Linked DNA regions of Hordeum vulgare: region 2 is linked to region 1. Evidence: chromatin contacts called from public Hi-C data. All regions are on one chromosome and are shown on one strand. Each heading gives the region's core, a stretch centred on a gene start, on an enhancer-like site or on the middle of the called end of the contact. The rest is flanking DNA. Distances are from core to core; before and after follow the strand shown.

Region 1 (5,704 bases), core at 1,873-4,372:
CCGAACTCGTTGTCGGAATGGTCCTCACCATCCTGCTCATGGTCGTCCAAGCCCACGTCTTTGTGCTCCGGTTTAACTGAATATGCATTGGAGTTTGAGGATAAAATGGATGTCCCACTGACAAAGGGTCCCACAAATAACGAGGCAGTATTATGACAACTTTGAGTTTGTGTGTCAACCCGGCAGCCTCGACTCTCCATTTGTATTATGGTGATCGCAGATATGGCCAATTTGCTAGAGTTGAATTAATACAGATGAGCCAAGCGAGAAAAATGACAATGTCTTCTTTAATTTCTAAATTTTGAACATTTGAGTGTCAAAAGATCAACCTCTGTCGACAAGAGGTCAGATGGAGATTAATAGGAGACAATTTAATTTTAATGAATTTGTTGTTTAACATGCAAGAGCGAGGCCTTCTCTCCCAGCCCCTTCATGTTGACGCCTCCCCTCTCCCACCTGGCTTTACTGGTGGCAAGCAGGGTGAGGGCTCCTTCCTTCATGTGAGATCTCTTATACTTCCTCAGTTCCATAATATAAGAGTGTTTTTTTCACATCAAACTAGTGTAAAAACGTTCTTATATTATGGGACGGAGGGAGTAGTTTGTTTCCTTTAGGCCTTGTTTGGTACTAGGGTTTTTGAGGAGATTGGTGGGGATAATCCCCACAGGGATTGGGTAAAACCCCAACCTTCACCCAATCCCTTCAAATCTTCATTTATCCCGAATCCATTAGGTAGGGGTAGTGTATTGTGTATTGAGAAAAATGCACTAGAATTTGGAGATTTATGGGGAAATGTGGGGATGAAACATGTCAAATGCACTAGAATCAAATGGTGTTATGGGGTATGTGGGGATTTAGGGGTTTGACCAGGATAATCCCCACTAATTCCCTAAAATACACTAGTACCAAACAAGGCCTTATGGATGTTGGTTGTATGCCTCCTCTGAATAAACCAGATCTTTCCCCTTTGGTGTTCTTTCCTAGTTTCACATCCTTACCTTGGAGGTCGGGACTAAGGCTTTGAAAGAACTTCTAAGTGGCCGATCTGAGGCATGACCCCATGTTTTTGTTCGTGCATCCCTGTTTATCCATATATTCTCTTCTCCTTATTTTGGCTACCGTGGTAGTGGTTGCAAGTTTGGAGAAGGAGATGATGTATTGCTCCCTTACCTCGTAGGTCCCCGTGATGGCGAGCTTGTGGTCGATAGAGATGGAGATCCCAGTCGGTATAAAGCACAACCCTGATGGCTGTTCTTGGGCGGCCATGGCGGCAACTACGGCGTTTGGTTGTGGGCTTGCTTCATCACACCACTGTTTCTGCAGGTGGAAGGTCGACTATTTATTTTCCTCCCGACCATGGAGCCTAATGGGAGGCAAAGTTTCTTCTTCTCGGAGTCTATGCCATGGTGTCTCGGAGGTCTTCTCGTTTCAAGTGGTGTTGCCCCGGGCGGCGGTGAGGATATTCCGGTGGTGACACACTTTGTACCTGATTGTGTTTTCATCTTTGTTCTTGAGCCGTTTTTGTAATAGTCAGGGACGACTTTGTTATTTTCTTATAGTAATGGGCCCCGTAGTAACTTTTGCGTACGTGCTTTGTTTAATTAGTGCAGTTTGGGGTCCCTCTTCTGGCCTAAAAAAGGTTAGCGGTATAAGACATTACATTATATCCACAAGATTAAACATGTGTCCCTACATCTTCTTAGGGAAGCCTAGACACTTAACATTGAAATCATTTTTGGGTGTTTGGTAGGGTGCATGAGGGCAAAAATTCGCTACACAACCCACTTTTGATGTTTGGTAGGGTGCATGAGCTCTACTCAATAGTCCAACTAATGCAAAAGAGGCTCGTAGTATGGCTACGAAGAGAACATGTGGGTAGCAGTTCGCTACTCGGCATGGCTCTCGAGGACCACCGGCCCGATCTCTTCCCGACTCACCTCAACCCGAACAACCATCCCACAACCTTAAAAATCTCCTAACCTAACCGCCTCGATGGCACTCTCCTCTCTTGCGACCATGGGGACAGCCGCCTCGGCCCAACCTTTCATGACATCGATCATTCAGCTCTTCCCTGCCACAGGTCGCCGACCCTGCTCGTCGCTAGTTGAAGTCGCGCCCGCCCCCAGTGGCGGAGGCAGGGGGTGCTGGCAGGGGCCTTGGCCCCCCCCCTATGCTCTCACAAATACACCTATATGTACTCTTAATCCTTTATTTTTCACATAAAATTAGCTAGGTTTATGTGATTTGACCCTTCTAACAATATATGATATGTTTTGGCTCCCTTTATATTCAGTTTCTGCCTCCGCCACTGCCCGCCCCTAGACACCGTGGTTGCATGCACAACCACCCTCCTTTTTCACTTCCCCCGCTCTGCTTCCCCTCCCTCCCCCTTCGGTATGTTTTCCAACGTTATGCCCCTCCTTCCTCCATGTGCCCCTCCTTTCAGCCGTTTTTGGACGTTTTGACCCTCCTTCCGGCCGTTTTCCTACGTTCTGCGCCTCCTTCCTCCCTCTATCAAATCTCTCAAGATCCGAAGTTTGTTTCCACCGTCGTACTAATTTGCGTGACAGTTCTTTTCATTTTTCTTAGAGCAGCAGGCTTGCGCAGAAAAGATGGATGCTAAACATTGTTTTCTAATATAAAGAAATCGACGTTTTGTTGACATTCCAAGAGTGTAATAGCTGGACATTGAGCATCTCAGAAATATCGTGGATTGAGCATCTCAGAAATATATTACGTGTCGATTTTCGAAGTTACTACTGTACTTTGTACTGTACTCCATTCCTCGAATAAAAGGTGCAATGATGTGTGAGCTCACGCCGGTCTCTCCTCTGCTCGACAGCTCAAGCGCAGCTAAAGAGCCAAACAAGCCTGTCTTCCCTCCTGCGAGCGCGATCATCACCAGCTGTCGTCCCGTCCGGGTCCGGGTCACCTGGCCCCACGCCCCGCACCCACATTCCGTTTCGCGTCACGCTTCCCTGCCGTTTCTCACGCGACGACCGCCGTCCGGTCCACGCCCACTGCACGCCGGGCCCACCCAGCCGGTCATCATCGTCGTCATCTCCCCGCCGCAAACCGCGATCCCGCCACCAAATCCGATGGCAATTAAGCGGCGCATTAGGGGAGCTCCCCAGAAATGGCTAACCCCCGCCGCGCAAGCGACAACAGCGCCAGCAGCACTAGCACCAGAGCCAGAGCCAGCGCCAGCAACAGCACGCGGACGGGCTCACGCGGCGCCTGCGCCCGCGGCCCTCGCCATCGCCGTCGCCCCTCGCTGGTCCCGCCGCGTCCTGCCACTGGCCCCACCCCCCGCCCACGCTGCCGTCCCCATCCGCGCGTAGCTGGACTCCACCGCCGCTACTGCCGCCCCTGTGGCGCGCCCAGGGCGATTTGGGGGGACCGGGCTGGGCCGAGGGTTTTCGCGGCCGCTCCCTTGCTGATCGGGGTCTCCTCGGACGAGGAGCGCTTGGGGGGCGCGGCGACTCGCTGCGTTCGTGGCGGGTGGCGGGTGAGCTCGCGGCGCGGGCGCCATGGCAGGCGCGGCGGTGAGTGGCAGTTTTTTTTGGGGGTTTCGGTGGTGCTTCTGTGTACGTGGATGGATTTATGGTCCGGCGGTTGGTCTCAGTGCGCTGTTCCGTCCTTCTTATTTTGTGCGCCCGCGCAGAAATCGGGAACGGGGAGGCATGGCGCTGGGCAGGTGTGCCAGATCTGCGGCGACGGCGTGGGCGCGGCGGCGGACGGCGAGCTCTTCGCCGCCTGCGACGTCTGCGGCTTCCCCGTCTGCCGGCCCTGCTACGAGTACGAGCGCAAGGAGGGCACCCAGGCCTGCCCGCAGTGCAAGACCAAGTACAAGCGCCACAAGGGTATGCTTGCCGCTGCTCACTCTCCACTGCACCCCCGATTAAAAAAAACAGGATAATAATCCTGAAGCAGCTGGGAATTCAACAAGTGTGAGAGATTTAATTAACCCTGCCCGGCTGTGTCACGTTGTTCAGGCAGCCCACCGGCACGTGGGGATGAAAGCGAGGACGATGCCAGCGACTTCAACTACCCAGCCTCTGGGAACCAGGATCACAAGCACAGGGCTCCTGAGAAGATGCTCACCTGGCGCAGGAACTCGGGAGCTAGTGATGACATTGGCCTCACCAAGTTCGGCAGCGGTGAGATTGGGCTTCACAAGTATGACAGTGGAGAAATCCCTCATGGATACATCCCGCGCTTCTCTCATAGCCAGGTTGTAATTGCAGCTTGTTCTGGTTGTGCCCAACACCCAACGGTACTTGGGAATATGAAACTGACATTTTGGCTTCGTCTATGTCTGCACAGGCCTCGGGAGAAATTCCTGGAGCTTCCCCCGATCATATGATGTCCCCTGCTGGAAATGTTGGCAAGCGCGGACATCCATTTGCCTATGTGAACCACTCTCGTATGTATATGTACCACTCTCATATGTATATATGCACCATTACGATCGCCTCTCTACTTTGCTGCACTTGCAGCCCGCTGTGAATGAGTAGTTGTTGCCTCATGCTTCTGAATGTTTACAGCAAATCCATCAAGGGAGTTCTCTGGTAGCCTTGGCAATGTTGCGTGGAAAGAGAGAGTTGATGGCTGGAAAATGAAAGACAAGGGTGCAATTCCCATGACTAATGGAACAAGCATTGCTCCTTCCGAAGGCCGTGGAAATGGTGATATCGATGCATGTACTGACTATGGCATGGAAGACCCCTTACTGTGAGTTATAATTTTAATTTCTCTTGCACACCATTAGCCGTCTTAGTGTTGTTTGCTTTATCCGATTAATTTACATGAGGTGAGTTTGGGTGGGTTTCTGTTATATTTGAATACCTTCTGGTATTAACCCCTTGATTTGAACTGAGATTGCTAGATCATATTCTAAATGGGTGTACATATGTTGCCAAAACTGTAAATACTAGATTTGGTGTATTGACTTGCAGTAATAACTTTTGTCTTGGGCCATATGAATTACAGGAATGATGAAACACGCCAGCCTCTCTCTAGAAAAGTGCCAATTCCTTCATCCAGAATAAATCCCTACAGAATGGTCATTGTGCTACGATTGATTGTCCTCTGTATCTTCCTGCACTACCGTATCACAAACCCTGTCCGTAATGCATATCCACTTTGGCTGCTGTCGGTGATATGTGAGATTTGGTTTGCTTTTTCCTGGATTTTGGATCAGTTCCCCAAGTGGTCTCCAGTGAATCGTGAAACTTACCTTGACAGGCTGGCTTTAAGGTGATGTGCAATATGTAGTGCTAATAGAAATGTTTATACTGAAATAGTACTGACAGTATATCACTTGCACTATCAGGTATGACCGGGATGGTGAGTTGTCTCAGTTGGCTCCTGTTGACATTTTTGTCAGTACTGTGGATCCTATGAAGGAGCCTCCTCTCGTCACTGCAAATACTGTGCTTTCTATCCTTGCTGTGGACTACCCTGTTGACAAAGTATCTTGCTATGTATCTGATGATGGAGCTGCGATGCTTACCTTTGATGCACTTGCTGAGACTTCAGAGTTTGCTAGAAAATGGGTACCGTTTTGTAAAAAGTATAACATAGAACCCAGAGCACCAGAGTGGTACTTTGCTCAGAAAATTGATTTCTTGAAAGACAAAGTTCAGACTTCATTCGTTAAAGACCGTCGAGCCATGAAGGTAGATTTTGGTTTATTAGTGTA
Region 2 (5,704 bases), core at 1,070-3,569, 110 kb before region 1:
AAGCAGCTCCGGAATGGAAAGGTGGCCTTCACAAAAGGGGCATACTACTTGGAAGATGGTGTGGACGGTGGAGTAAGGGTTTTAGGGAGCTTCTTGACCTTCTGTCCGTGTATCGTAGCAGGTTTAGTGGTCTTGAAGTAGTGGAGAAGTTTCAGACGAAGTGCAAGAATATGCAGAGCGCATAAGTTTGTATGTGAACGTTTACCCTGGATGTGAATATGTGATCATGCAGATCCCTGTTCCATGAGTGAGTTATCGTATTTACCGAAATACTTTCTTGCATCTTTTTTTCTATTTATTCTTAATTTTATTCGAAATATCGGAATATATGTATAATACAGTATGTCCTTGTAAAGATAACGAAGGTCGTATCTGCTTAGAGCCTGCTGATCTTATCACAACCTGAACTCAAGCTACTTGATCAGGCATGGGAAGGATCTACAACGCAACTTAGCGGTACGGACGCGGGCTCTGGAGATTGGGGGGCGATTTTGAAATCCCCCTCGATCTGCACGGCGGTTTAGCCGGAGGATGGCCGGAGCTGTTGGCAAGCTCGCCTGGTGTGCTGGTCCTGCGGCCAACGCCATCGCTGCATCGCGCCAACCTGGGTACCATTACCAAGTCCGGCGCCCTTCCGCTGGGCATGGCTGGGCACATGTGGCCGACGACGCCACTGAGTAGGATGGGCGTGTGGAGGTCGCGGTCTCCTTGGCGCCCTCGGCATTCGGCGAGTTCCTTGCCATGGCCTCGTCGCTACGCGCTCGAGACGGCCGGAGGGGTGGTGCGCACGCGCCGGCGGTCGCCTCGGCCGCGCCTTCGCGGGAGGCCCGCTTGGCCGTCCTAATGGTGCGTGTCAGCCGGATGTCGGGCTTTCGGGCCGGGCCAGCCGGGCAGGGCTGCCCATGCCCGGGACTAACTGAAATACAAGACTCAAAAATTCCGAATTTTAACAATTAAATACCAGTAATGTGGTCTCACCGAAACTACGAAAATATGAAATTTTGGAGTAGTATGTGTAATCGAGTTTTTAATTCAGTTCCATTGAACTGAGCAATAATGTTGTTATTGTTGGACTTTTGAATGTAAATTGCACAAAAGTACCACAATCCGGTCATTAAATACAGATTGCTATCAAGATTGGTAATTTTTATATGTTAGTACCAAGTCTGGGACAAGCCGTTACGAAAAGATCTAAACCAGTATAAATATCTTTACCTACTAATTACTAATAAAGCAATTAATGCTTCTGTCGTCCGTCATTAATAAATCGGCGGTTCCTCTCCTTCAACAGGAACAGATCCACCAAGATATAACAACAGCACGGCCATCCCAAGTGGTTGGAGCTGCGCGCTTAAAACCTGGAGACGCGGGTTTGATCCCTCTCCATCACACTTTTCTCCCCCTATTTTGTCTGTCACCAGACTGGGCCGGTCCAGTATGACCTTGAACACTTATTTTTCTTAATTATTTATTTTTGTTTTATTTGGATATATTTTGAATATTTTTTTATAAAAATCACCTATATATGCAAACTTTGATAAAATGTTAATCATGCACTGAAGGAATGCCAAAATTGAATTAAAAAATCATTATATAGAAAAAAGGTACAACGCGTAATGAAAAATAACTATATAATTTTTAGTTCTTTTTGAATTTTTCGATCATGCATTTAAAAAATATTAAATGTTTCCAATGTATAAAAAACATACAGAAAAAAATACAATGTATATGTAAAAAATTAGACATAACAAATTAATATGGAAAGAAAATGCTAATCATGTACTTGGAAAATATCAAACACATATAAAAAATATTCCTGATGTATACGAAAAAATATAGAATGTGTATAAAAAACTAAATATCAAAACTAAATATGGTTTGATAAATTTTGACCATGAAATTGAAAAATATTAAACATGTAAATATAAAAATATATAATGGCTTAACTTCTGATTTTCATATTGTCTAAGCATATTTTTTTTCAACTGTCTAAGTATTTTTTTTTGTACACCCGATGCAACGCACGGGCGTTTTTGCTAGTGCATATAAACAGAACCTCGTTGGCTGGCTATTTTTGTCTCCAGGAACCAATCGGAGATGCCCGCCGGGACCCTGTCACGAAGGGAGAAGGCCGTAGAATTCTCCCACCGTGCCGAGGAAGCACGTCGTGGCACTCAACTCAACTACCCATGTCGCTTTTGTGTGCAGATCTGGATTACCATGCGCTAAATCGGCTTCTGGTCGGTCGTCATGGGCTCGATCGAGCGTGCGTGCGTGTTCTCTCCCCCTCTCCGCCGCGAAGGCCGGTGACGGACAGCGAGAGCATTCATTAACTACAGTTGATCGTTTTCTCCATTGAATTCCGTCTTTATCACAGCTGCAGCACGCAGCTGCCCGTGACGTGCGAACATGGATCCAGTCTTTTCTCCCGGATCATGGATATCTCGCGTGGGCTCTTCACGGTTTTAATTCGGTTTTAGTCGCCACCTGGCTTGCTGGTCCATGCACGGAAGCTGTTGGATCGTTGAACCATCATCATCATCATCATCTTCTTCTTCTTCTTCTTCTTCTTCTTCTTCTTCTTCTTCTTCTTCTTCTTCTTCTTCTTCGTGGCAGGGGAGAGAATAGCAGAAAGGGGCAGAGAGAGGAAGGCGCCGCTATGTCAATGCCGTGGGCGATGACCGTATCCGTCGTGGACAAGGTGTGGGAGGTCCTGGCGGCGTGGGTGTCGTCGTGCCTCGCCGGCGCCACCGCCGTCGCCCGCGCCTTCCGGACAGGGGACCTCGTCGGATCCTTCCGGCCCGGCATCTGACACTCCTCGCTGCCTCCCTTCGTGCAGGTAGGTGACCATACATCCCTGAACTTATCCATGCTCCTCTATGGTTCTTCCTGATCATGCTCATGCATGGACACTCGTATCTCCGACTCTCCATGCTGTAATTTATTTTAGTTCCCACAAAGCTCCTGTTCTCAGCCTTGATTTTGGAACTTATTTTGTTGGTTCGTTTCTTCCTTCCATCCTAGTATTTCACATGACTCGACTTGGTCTTGATCTGCCCGTCTTGTTGCAGATCGGTCGCTTCCATTGCTACGGCGCTGCTCCTGTCGATCAAGCGCGGAGCTCTCGATCCGTCAGGTCGTTGTAGCAACATCATTGTTTTTTGTTTAGTTTAGTTTAGTTTAGTTTAGTGCGTGTCTATTATATCGCGCGGTGGCAGTGTAACATTGGACGGCATTATTCTTCTTCTATTTTTATTCTTTCATTGGTGTACATAACAAATTAATAATACTAGTGGTGATCTCGGAAATGAGTGGAATGGTTCAGTGATTAACTTCTGTTGTATACCAAAAATGGACATCTTGCAAGCATTATCAAAGCTTCTGGGTGGTCGATGAAAACCAAGAACGCCCGGCCAGGGTACATGATGTTATCCTGATCAGTTTTGACTATATTGTTTCATATACAGAACTTAAATTGTTCATAAATGAACAATTCAACAGTATCAACACTAGGAAATAGATCGGTACATAAATGCTAGGATCATCTTTTAGTAGCACCGAACATAAGCATAGGAATGATGTTAATTAAGCCCCCGTTCCCTAGCCAATTTACTCTCCAATTTGCTAACATTACCGACAGTAATTGAAGATCTGAAGTTATGGGTCAGATTCTTTAAAAAAACTAGGTCAACCAGTGAGAGTAACACCGACAAAAGATAAAAAAGGAAAGAAAGCATGGATGAACAAGAAACACAAAATGTTATGAGCAATCATTATCTTAAGAAATGTGTAACTTACCATAGTCATACACGCCACATAGACTGTGCATATATTATTGGGTTAATTTCATTCTTACCCCCAAAATGAGCCGAAGTACCCCGTAATGTATGTCACTTTGGCTCATTTTGGGGTAAAAATGAAATTAACTCTATATTATTTATGCATCATTGTCTTTGGAACATTATAGCTGGTTCATCTCCCATTTCTAGGGTTTGTCTCCTCTAGGCGATCGATCACCCTGAGTCCAATCCACCAGCGACCTTCCCCCGCTGCTACCCAACCGATCCCCGTTATCGTTCCCTTGTCTCTTGGTTGTTCCTCCTTCGCGACCACTCTCTTGGGCTGGGTAGATGGCGACGACTTCAGATGCAAACTCTGCAACAAAAGAGAGCTCTTATGGTGGCCATCCTGGTGATCTAGGTGACTTCTTCAACATGCTTGAGCTCCACGAGGATGTGTTTGACAATCTTAGATGAGGGAGAAGAGGATCTCCAAGAGGGGTTTTGTTGGCTAGCCCTAGCTAGGGTTCAAATAGCGAAAAATTTCAGCCAAACCACGGTATTCCATGACATGTGTTCAATGAGGAAGCTCACTCAAATTGTGAGATTTAGAGCAATCGGTCCCAATCACTTAGTAGTTCAGGTGTAATGCTTGGGAGATTGGGAATGAATAGTGGATCAAGGGCCTTGGCTGTTTCGCAATTGAGTCGTCCTGCTTAGTCCGTATTATGGGTTCTCTAATGCGTATGAGATCGAGATTGTTCGTATGCCTATATGGCTACACATACACAAGCTACCCGATGGTTACTGCAAGAAGGGGTTGATTGAGAAACTGCAAAGAAATGTTGGAGAGATTCTTGTGGTGAGGATCAGTACTAGCGACACAACATGTGATTATGTTCGGGTTAGATGTAAACATGATGTCCACAAGCCTTTGACAAAGTTTGTGAGCGTTGTTAAGGTGAAGGTGCAACAGATGTTATCGGTGAGATACAAGAAATTAGCCCATTTTTGTAAGGCATATGGTATTATCGTACATGAACACAAAGTGTGGCAATGGTGTTTTTACATAGAAAGGCCTCAAGTTTGATGACTATCTTTATATTGAGCCTCCTTACAAGAGCTGCTTGGATGTTATTTCATAATTTATTAATATTTGTAAAAAAAATCTAGTGTTGAATCGCTTCGCCGTACACTCTTTGGAATTTCATAGAAAAGAAAAAGTATACATGGGCCGGCCCAGCATGGAGCGGGGTCGTGCACGGGTTGACAAAGTATCTTTTAGACGGCACTTAAGGTGCCAAATAGGCGTCGGGGGAGGGAGATCCCTATTCCATGCTGGTTGTGGCTTTACCGTCAACCACACACATAGCATCGAGCGCACTGCCCTTAGGAACCTTCTACATATTTTTCCTATTTTCCCCTTCTCTCTCTTTCTCTCTCTCCTTTTTTGTTCTTTTTTTTCAAAAATTATAAATAATATTTTTTGGGAATTCCATTTTTTTATATATGTTCGTGTTGTAAAAAATTCAGGATTTTCAAATGTTGTTCAGCATAAAAGAAAATCCAAAATTCAATATTTGTTGTTAATTTCAAAAAGTTCATAATTTCGAAAAAAATAATTCAAAACCCGTAAATTGAAAAAAAAATCACTTTATAAAAACCAGTTTTAAAATAATATTATTCTCCAATTTTTTTGAAATTCAAATTTGTTCACATTTTACCAAAATCTTCTTTTTCCCAAAAAACATTGAAATTTAAAAAAAATAACCTTGTTTTGTAAAGACTGTTCAAAATTTTAGGAAATAGTAATATTTAGAAAATTAAATGCTTTCCAAAAGATAGATATTTCTTTCATGTTTTTAAACATGAGAGCTCTTTTTGAATTTTGGAACATCTTTTTGAATTCGCAACACTTTTTACAT

The links. Hi-C and Micro-C count contacts between places; a contact is called where the count stands out from the background.
Region 2: a Hi-C map of leaf shows a contact between it and region 1, with 2.5 times the contacts expected there. The contact joins the enhancer-like site here to the promoter of LOC123452883 in region 1. A contact is called at or near these places in 3 of 6 Hi-C or Micro-C datasets (leaf and seedling).

The regions. Positions count from the first base shown.
Region 1 is chr5H:555,072,162-555,077,865 of MorexV3_pseudomolecules_assembly, reverse strand. LOC123452883 (probable cellulose synthase A catalytic subunit 2 [UDP-forming]) reads left to right here and starts at 3,122. Exons shown (of 13, transcript XM_045129611.1): 1 at 3,122-3,863; 2 at 3,996-4,234; 3 at 4,327-4,426; 4 at 4,548-4,734; 5 at 4,993-5,259; 6 at 5,336-5,681. The coding sequence starts at 3,137.
Region 2 is chr5H:555,180,521-555,186,224 of MorexV3_pseudomolecules_assembly, reverse strand. No RefSeq gene overlaps it. Among protein-coding and RNA genes, the nearest start is that of LOC123452034, 54 kb to the left of the region's middle. Within about 2 kb of position 2,319, at least 1 of the 3 cell types and tissues checked has open chromatin away from gene starts, as enhancers often do. A contact at or near this core is called in leaf, where this site is marked.